Linked DNA regions of Mus musculus: all the other regions are linked to region 3. A link is a contact called in public HiChIP or PLAC-seq data. All regions are on one chromosome and are shown on one strand. Each heading gives the region's core, a stretch centred on a gene start, on an enhancer-like site or on the middle of the called end of the contact. The rest is flanking DNA. Distances are from core to core; before and after follow the strand shown. Region 1 overlaps Kalrn (kalirin, RhoGEF kinase). Region 2 overlaps Kalrn (kalirin, RhoGEF kinase). Region 3 overlaps Itgb5 (integrin beta 5).

Region 1 (2,786 bases), core at 122-2,621, 200 kb before region 3:
GTGTGTGTGTGTGTGTGTGTTGTCTTTTATACACATCTTCTGAAGTGCTCTCAAGTCAAAATAAAAATCAATGGGACACTGAGACTGTCCCTTGGCAGGGTGTGGAGATGGATTTTATTTGGGCAACTGGGGCCCTGTCTGAAAGAGTAACATAAATATCAAAAGTTTTGTTGCTCCCTTTCATTGGGCCCCTAACACACTGTGTGAACTCTGGGTCCTATTAAAGGAGTCTTTCCAAAAGGCCTTGCTAAGTATTATGGGAAACCACAAAGAGAATACAGCCAAAGTGCACAGGGCCAGATATGGCTGTGTGGAGTTCCAGTTTGGGTACCTTGCTTGAAGCTGCTTTATTTCAGTAGCTCGGATAGACTGGGCACAGTGTCACACCACAGTCCTAACGCTGGGACTGAAGCCAGGAGGTCAAGGCCAGCCTGGGCAGCACAGGGAGGGAAGGGGACAAGGTACTCACATGGAAGCCTTTACTCTGCAGACCCTGAGCATCTGTGCTCTCTGGCCACAAAGGGCCATGGTGGCACCTTTACTTTATGACCTCTGTCCCTGTGGAACTGTCAACCTGTGACCTGAAGCTTCATCTTAGGTAGCTTACCACTGGGATCTAAATTAAAAACAGCAGACTCCCATTCCCTGCCTCTTCCCTTGGCCATTCCCACTCATCCTGAGCACCCACCCATCCCACTCACCCAAAGGCGGGGATCAGCTTCTGTCCTGAGGTCTCGCCATCCACAGCTCCTGCCTCTCCCAGGACCCACCACCTCCACAGTTATGGCCCCCATCTCAGGTGTGTCTAGGGACCCCTCTTTGGATACATTGTAGATCTGATTGTGGGCCGTTGTTCTAAGTCAGTTCAGGGATAGGCCTAGAGACATGGCTGAGCAGTTAAGTCCAAGAAGTCTTGGGTTTGATGTGCAGCACCCACTTGTCAGCTCACAACTGTCTGGGAACTTCAGTTCTAGGGTATCTGACTCCCTCTTTTGGTCTCCATGGGAACTGCATGCATGCAGTACAAAGACATGCACACAAGTGAAAACACCCATACACATAAATAGTAACAACAAAGGTTAAAAAAAAGAAAAGCCAGCAACAACCCTGCTTGTTCATTTGTGTTCTGTCAGAGTCAGAAGCCTCAGCAACCCTTGTAAGGTTTGTTTCAAGCTTTCTAATTTTTAATCTCCCAGTTCCTTGTGATTTGGTTTAGAAATTCTGTCCCTTCAGCCTAACAAATAGTGCTTCCATTTGAGAGCGTCAGCAGCCAGCCATACTACACTGACTCCCTCTCTCCTCACACAGCTAGTGATCCGGCTCAGTCCCAGGGAGGTGGTCAGGTCTAAATTTAACTCTGACCCTTCTGCCAGCGAGGCAAGCCAGAGCTTTGAGAGCAAAACCAGAGCTGGGCTGTTCCCAGGGAGTGTGTATGTGTGGGAGAGGGGAGGGGGAAGGGAGGGGGATGGGCCTTTCCAAGAGCCTAAGCTGCCCTGGGAGAAGATGAGGAGGCAGTGGGGGGCGGGGCGGGACCACAGGTATCACTGTTGGCCTTTATCCTAGCTTGTCTGAGTCGCTCAGAGAAAGTCCCTCACACTCTCCGGCCCTCCCAGATTCCTCCCATTGTAAAATGTCCATGACATAACTCAGTGGCTTGTAATTGCCATGGCTACTTGCCAAACATTATGCTACAATTATGTGTTCACCTTTGTCTCCTAATCCAAAGACAACCGGTCACAGGTTAGAGAGATACACAACCTGCTCATTGTGCTATGTTGATAGCTTGCCACCACCGGCTCCAGGCTTGAGTCGGTTGGCATCTTCTTCTGTATCCGTGGGTGCATATGGCAGAGACGGGGCGGGACCAGTGTCTGAAGTCCTGGTTGTAGAATGGCTGTGTCAAGACGGGCACTAGGAGCAGAGCACTGAAGGCAGTTTAGCCCCATGTGTAAGTACGGTCCGTCGCATTCAGCACTCTGTGCCGTAGAATGCGTCTGTGTGATGCTTCTGGCCTTGGGTCAGGTTATGATTCAATGGGATCATCTCTGTGTTTCTATCTGATCTCTGACAGATGCTTAGCAAGCAGTCCTATGAGTTCCTGTGTCTTTACAAAGTGCCTTCACTGGAAGTTAAGAGGCAAAAAAGAGCCCAAAGCTTTTGTGGGGAAATGCCTGGTTAGTATCACAAGTGGACTTGACTGGGAGGGAGTGTAGGCCAGCCAGCTATCTGGGGCTTAGCTGTCTCTTCTCTTCTCTCTCTCTCTCTCTCTCTCTCTCTCTCTCTCTCTCTCTCTCTCTCCCTCCCTCCCTCCCTCTCTCCCTCTCTCTCTCCCTCCCTCCCTCCCTCTCTCCCTCTCTCTCTTCCTCTCTCTCTTCCTCTCCCTCTCCCTCTCCCCCCCTCGCTCTCTCGCTCTCAGTAAACGATCTAATCATGAGCAGTTCTTTTAGCGCTGAGTTTCTCGCTGGCATCAGTGCTCCCTAAGTGTGCCAGCTCTGTCTGGTAACCTGACTTCCATAGGCCAGTTCCTTCCACAGTCTGCTCTAGAGAACATAGGTGGTTGTGAGGATTTAGGTGAAAACACAGAGTTCCTGGCTCCCGAGCTCAGAGGATGCAGGCAGACTCTAGCTCGAGGGCTGTAACGTTCTCCCCAGCGCCAGGTGTTTTTTGTCCTTACAAGGCCTTCATTCCGAACGAGCTCCTAAGTGGGATGGGGTGGACAAGTGAGCACTGCTTTCAAGGAGACAGATGTGGGACATGGGCCTCCTGTCTGGGCCTTTTGCCTGATC
Region 2 (3,048 bases), core at 82-2,581, 230 kb before region 3:
GTCAGGTGGTTTGGTCCCAGTCTGTTGGGGAAGCGGCTCGAACTGTGACAGAAGCTCTTGGGAGGTGGAAGCAGGAAGATCGGAAGTCCTGGGCAATCCTGGCTACACAGCAAGTTCAAGCTCATCAGGACTGGATGGGATTCTTTCCCAAACCACAATGCTATTGGCACCTGAAACAAATCATTGAATCAGAAGTATTGTAATTGATCCGGGTGTGGTGGCGCACGCCTTTAATCCTAGCACTCAGGAGGCAGAGGCAGAGAGATCTCTGTGATTTCAAGACCAGCCTGGTCAACAGAGTGAGTTCCAAGACAGCCAGGGCTACACAGAGAAACCCCATCTTGGAAAAAAAAATAAAAAATAAGTTAGAATTAAAACTTCCCCTTTTTAAAATAGAATTAAAAAAAAAACAAAAAAAATAGAATAAAAGCTGCAAATGGCTCTTGATTATGTTTAATTTCACCTGGGAAATTTGGATTCCTTGGGCTTCTGGAACCCTAGAATTGCAGAAGATGATGGATTCACCCCTCTCCTAATATAGGTGACCCCTTCTTCAGAGGCCCCGACAGGAGGTGAGCCAGGCATGACAGGAAAAGCCTCAGAAACTGGGGTTCATAATCCCAGGAACCTGTCAGACTTGAGTAGTCCCAACACTAGGAAGTTCCTTACACTTAGTCCTCAAATCTAGATTCTTGCTTCCTGCCCAGGCCAGGAAGTTCTCCTTTCCCATCCCCACCCAACTCTTCTCACTCCCTGTCCACTGTCTACTTCCAATCCTTTTCTGGAATGAAGTGCTGTGCGTTATATATAAAATGTTAGATGTTAGGGGCCTGCAGAGATGACTCAGCAGTTAAGAGTGCTGACTGCTCTTTCCAGAGGACCCAAATCTGGTTCCCAGCACGAGCACGCACACGCGCGCACACACACACACACACACACACACACACACACACACACACACACGGTAGCTCACAACCACCTGGAACTTCACTCACAGAGGATCTGACACCCTCTTCTGAACTCCACAGGCACACACACGGTACATGTGCTTACATGCAGGCAAAACACCCATATACATAAAATAAATATCTCCAAATTGCCCAATTCTCCTCTCATAAGGCGTAAGAACCTAGCAGTCTCTCCCCAAATCTTCTATTAAATGCTTCAAATAAAGCTCGTCAGACCCAGGACTCCTGAGTTCTTTAAAGTGATTATTTGTGTCCGTGGGTTGATGGTCCTGTTTGATATCCTTGGGATGGGAACTCTGTAGCCCAGCCTTAATCTGCATGTGGCCTGGACTCTTGTTTACAGACTCTGACCTGGTGTTCTCTGACAAAGGACTTCACGGCCTTCTACTCTGGATGTCTGCAGGCTGCTCAGATCTGAGTTCTTACTCCAACAGTCAGCCCTTCATTCTGCTGTTTGGGCTGAAATGGTCATTTTTATTACCTCCCCCAGCCTTCCTGAATTGCCTCTAGGAATTCTAAAAAGAATGTCTGTTTTCTGTCTCCAAACTAGATAAGCGCCTGCGGTGATCTGAAGTAGTTAGCCTAAATTACTTAACGTTAACTGTGCCAAACACAGAACAAATATCTTCACTTTGAGGTACAATTTATCAGACCGGACCACATAAACTTTACACTTTTATAGTCAAAAATGACTGACAATCAGCATACTTTGTATGTTTCTGGTTTTGTTTTTGTCTTTTGAGACAAGACCTTACTAGCTTAGGCTAGTCTCAGTTACCCTGTTGTAGAGGCTGGTCTTGAACTCCTTATCCTCCTGTCTCTACCTCCCATGTCCTGGGATTACAGGCACATGCCACCATTTATAATTCATGCTAACCTGTTATAATCCACCTGTCTTGTCCTTAAAAGGGCACTCAGAACCCTCAGGGGACTCCAAAAGGACAGGATATACACCGAGAAGACCTTTGTTTTGAGTGGAAAGTTGAGTGTCTTTTTGGGCTGTGTAATGGCCGTGAAGCTGGTGAAAAATGGCTCCCAGATTCCTGGATGAGTTGGAGAGGCAGTGTGGAATAGCAGTTCCTCTTCAGCTTTGAGCCTGGTCTTTCTAGTGTGTGCACAGGCTCTCTCTTTAGAATGAAGTGACCTGAGGCATAAAGAGTAGTAAGAAGAGATGGTGAGATGTGACGGGTAGCTGAGACTCTTTGTAAACAATGACAGTCTGGGTCCTGCCATCCACACTGACTGGCTGCCGACCTTGACCTATATTTAAGTATATTGGAGGATTATCAGCGTTCATGTCTCTTACAGTAGAGTTGTCATTGTGCACGCCACGCTAGAAGCAGACTCTTAAAACTGATTATCCTCCTGCCTTGGTGCCTTTTCTGACCTCTGTTAGGCCAAGCCAGGTTTCAGCATGAGCCCCCATTGGGGCTGTCTGAGGAGCCAGGGTACTGTTTCTGGTTTTACCCTAAAGATTTTCAGTATTATGCCATTCAGGACACTCTTCCCTGCCTCTGTTTCTGGTCTCTGAGAAGTCCTTCCCTTTGTCTACAAGATGAAGAAAGGGCTTTGACCTAATACAGTTTCTCCAAGGCCTGGAGTCCAAGCCCTTGTGTTCTATATAAGATCACAGGGGTGGTAGCTACACATGGGATGTATGAGCCAGAGCACACAGCTAAGTAGGCCTAGGTGTCCTAACTAAGGATTTCCCAACTACCCTAGCTTCATGAGCTCCAGCATGTTGTGCCCACATCAGGAGGCACAGAGCTGTGCTTCCTTGGCAACCCCCATGGAGATCAAGAGGCTTCCCTCATCCTGTCTACTACTGAGGTTTATACCTACCCACGAGACTTGCCTTCTGCCTCGGGCCGATTCCGTAAGTCCCTGCTGCCCCCAATATAAATCTACGGTAGATGCATGGCGATGGTGATGCTGTCTAGAGGGGAAGTAGCAAGGAGATGAGGGTATGATGTGTGCGGCCTCCCCAGACAGCTGGTGAGCTCAGCATGGCACTGAATACCAGGGATTGGGTCCTGGAGAAGAAAGCCTACCAGAAGCCCGAGCTGGTGGGGAAGGGCTA
Region 3 (2,797 bases), core at 288-2,787:
TCAGACCCCATGGAACTAGAGTTGCAGGCAGTTGTGAACTGCCCAGTGTGGGTGCTGGGAATCAGGCTCAGAGGTTAAGAGCACTGGCTGCTCTTCCGGAAGACCTGAGTTCAATTCCAAGCAACCACATGGTGGCTCACAACCATCTGTAATGGGATCTGGTGCCCTGTTCTGGTGTGTAGGCATGCATGTTGACAGAACACTACTACATTGTAAATAAATAAATCTTTTAAAAAGTCACTCTAGACCTTGGTGGTGAGAACTCACAACATTTATGGTGAAAGAATCCTCAGCTGAGAAATGAACAGGAAAACATGGAAGGTTCCTGACAACAGCAAAGATTAAAACTGCTCTGTGGGAAGCCAGGACACCAGGGCCATATGGTCCTTGATGGAAACCAGCCTCCAATGAAGATGAGCTAATGAAAACATTTCACACCACGTGAGAGGCTGAGAGCCGGGAGGAATGTCAGCAAACCTCACACTCAAGAACAGAATGCTCTGAGACTCCCTAAGACGAGGATTTTGGAAACAGTCAAAAAGAGGAAGGAACGACAGCCAAAAGCCAGAAGGGAAATTACTAGAAAATTAAAAACAAAAAAACAAAAACTAAAAGTTTTCAACAACAACAACAACAAAAATAGTATCTAAAACACAAGGGTTTGAGAAAAGAACCAAGTAACAATTGTAGATAGGAAAGTCACAGAGGTCCAAACTGTTTCAGTATACAGATTAAACGAAAGAACAAAATTGTAACCTGGAAGCAGTGTAGCTGGGGCAGAGGGTGGGGGGCTGCATGAGGGAAAATAAGAAACATGAAATTTAGATATGAGAATCTCCAATTGCCACCCACTAGTGGATGAACAGGGAGACAGCAGGAGAGATTAAACAATCACACAGATATTGCTAGAACCTCCCAGACTCAGATGCCGCAGCCAATCAAGCCCTAAGCAATGTGAACCAGGGTACCCGCCCAGACGCAGTCAATAGCATGAGACAGAGCACTCAGAGGAGAGGAGAATTAGATAAACAGAGCATGTCACTTCAGCCGCAGAGGTGTCATAGGCAGTAGAAATGACACCTTCGAGGGGGCAAAGGAACACTGTGGCTTCCTGGGAAAACATACTCAAAGGGTAAAAATGTATAAATAGCAATGGAGATGATTTTACATGAATTATCTCCATGACAGCTCAATCAAAGAAAAAGTCCCACAACGGGCAATAGAAAATATGTCAGTGAGTACTGGGGCTTCCTAGAGATGCTCTGTGATCAATCTGATCTGTCTTCAATCTGATGCTTACATTACTTTTTTTCCCCAGAGCAAGCCTGGTACTTCTTCAGACTTAATGTTTCTGGTGTATTCTATCCTGAGTGGAGAAAAGCCTAGAAATTCTGGCTATTTGTGGGTAATCGGGGTTTTTTTGTTTTGTTTTGTTTTGATTTCTTTTTTAAGATGTCAGTAACTAACTCATGGGTCTTTTAAAACAGGAAAGCAAACACTGTGTGTGTTGTCCCAGGCGGGACAGCTAGATTACATGCCCTGGCTTGTGCTGTCCCTCCCAACTTGCAAAGGGGACTCTCTAGGGAGACTTGGGACCCCAGGATGGGAAGCCTGCTCCCCAAAGCTGAAGTGTCCATCCTGTACTTCCTGGATTACAAAAGAGAGATTTCCATGGCTTAGATTTGAAGTTTCCTTCCTCACACTCTTTCTTCGCTGATTTCCTGTCTTAGGAACAGCTTTTCAGAGAGCTCTGTGCTCTCTGTCAAGAACAGCACTGTCTGCCACTGTTTCTGCCTGAGGGCTTCAAGTAGGAAGTCTGAATAGCTATGAGCAATACCCTTGACTATTTGGATGCTAAACACCCAAACTGGGCCTTGATCCTCTGCCAGCCCCCAGCCCAGCATCTGGGTGAGTGCAGACACACCCTGTCTGACTAGAGTCGGAGCCCAATCAGGGCAGGGACAGAAAGAAACAGATGGGATTACTGTTCAGATAAATCCAAAATCTGTTTTGATTAAGATGCTGTTGCGCCCAGTAAGTAGCAAAGCACCAACAATAAAACACTTGGCCTGAGGCCAGCGGAAAGTGGCCTTGGAGAGGGAGAACTACTGGTCACAACCTAGTTTATTTAGCTAGCCCTACCTGTGGCTAGAAGCTACACGCAGCAAATGACAAAATGTGGCTCTTTATGCTTAAGGAACTTTGAATACATCTGTATTTAAAACTGTTTACCTTATTGGGTTTTCTTCTTCTTCTTTGGTTTGTTTGCTTGTTTGTTTGTTTGTTTGTTTGTTTGAGATAGGGTTTCTCTGGTAGCTCTGGCTGTCCTGCAAGCAGCTCCCTTTATAGACCAGGCTGGCCTCAAAATCCTGCAACACTTTATTGACTAGGCTGGCTTCAAAATCTGCCTGCCTCTGCCAGGATTAAAGGCGTATGATATGTGCAACCATTGCCTGGCTTATCTTACTGTTTTGTTTTGTTTTTTTTCTTCAATCTTTATGTTGGTTTCTGACCCCCGAGGAGGATCTAGGTCAACATGGAAGAATGAAACTAACAAGACCGGGTAAACTCAGAACACAGGCTGCCTGGATATCACCACCTCTCCCAACAACAAGCCTAGCCTGGAGCTGGGAGATGTTTGGGCCCCAAAGTATGGAGAGAAATAGGCCTGGGGTCTTTAAAAAGAACACCCACCCACCTCCGTGGCAGCAGGAGACTAAGAATCAAAACTGATATCCAAACACCGAAGAAGCCTGGATCCCTGAGGAGAGGTGCCAAGAGTAGACACAATTCTGCC

What was found. HiChIP or PLAC-seq counts read pairs in DNA pulled down with a chosen protein or histone mark.
Region 1: an H3K27ac HiChIP or PLAC-seq map of extraembryonic endoderm stem cells shows a contact between it and region 3. The contact joins two enhancer-like sites. A contact is called at or near these places in 1 of 484 Hi-C or Micro-C datasets (embryonic fibroblasts), 1 of 115 datasets of contacts at active chromatin or transcription factors (extraembryonic endoderm stem cells) and 2 of 9 other capture datasets (adipose tissue and pancreatic islet).
Region 2: an H3K27ac HiChIP or PLAC-seq map of trophoblast stem cells shows a contact between it and region 3, with 4 times the contacts expected there. The contact joins two enhancer-like sites. A contact is called at or near these places in 2 of 484 Hi-C or Micro-C datasets (the HL-1 cell line and embryonic fibroblasts), 3 of 115 datasets of contacts at active chromatin or transcription factors (extraembryonic endoderm stem cells, pancreatic cancer cells and trophoblast stem cells) and 2 of 9 other capture datasets (adipose tissue and pancreatic islet).

What each region holds. Positions count from the first base shown.
Region 1 is chr16:34,080,901-34,083,686 of GRCm38.p6, reverse strand. The region is part of intron 34 of Kalrn (kalirin, RhoGEF kinase); the gene reads left to right. Among named protein-coding and RNA genes, the nearest start is that of Gm41448, 38 kb to the left of the region's middle. Within about 2 kb of position 1,371, at least 69 of the 459 cell types and tissues checked have an H3K27ac peak or open chromatin away from gene starts, as enhancers often do. A contact at or near this core is called in extraembryonic endoderm stem cells, where this site is marked.
Region 2 is chr16:34,106,409-34,109,456 of GRCm38.p6, reverse strand. All of the region lies in intron 34 of Kalrn (kalirin, RhoGEF kinase), which reads left to right. Among named protein-coding and RNA genes, the nearest start is that of Gm41448, 12 kb to the left of the region's middle. Within about 2 kb of position 1,331, at least 12 of the 459 cell types and tissues checked have an H3K27ac peak or open chromatin away from gene starts, as enhancers often do. A contact at or near this core is called in trophoblast stem cells, where this site is marked.
Region 3 is chr16:33,877,366-33,880,162 of GRCm38.p6, reverse strand. All of the region lies in intron 4 of Itgb5 (integrin beta 5), which reads right to left. Among named protein-coding and RNA genes, the nearest start is that of Itgb5, 49 kb to the right of the region's middle. Within about 2 kb of position 1,537, at least 121 of the 459 cell types and tissues checked have an H3K27ac peak or open chromatin away from gene starts, as enhancers often do. A contact at or near this core is called in extraembryonic endoderm stem cells and trophoblast stem cells, where this site is marked.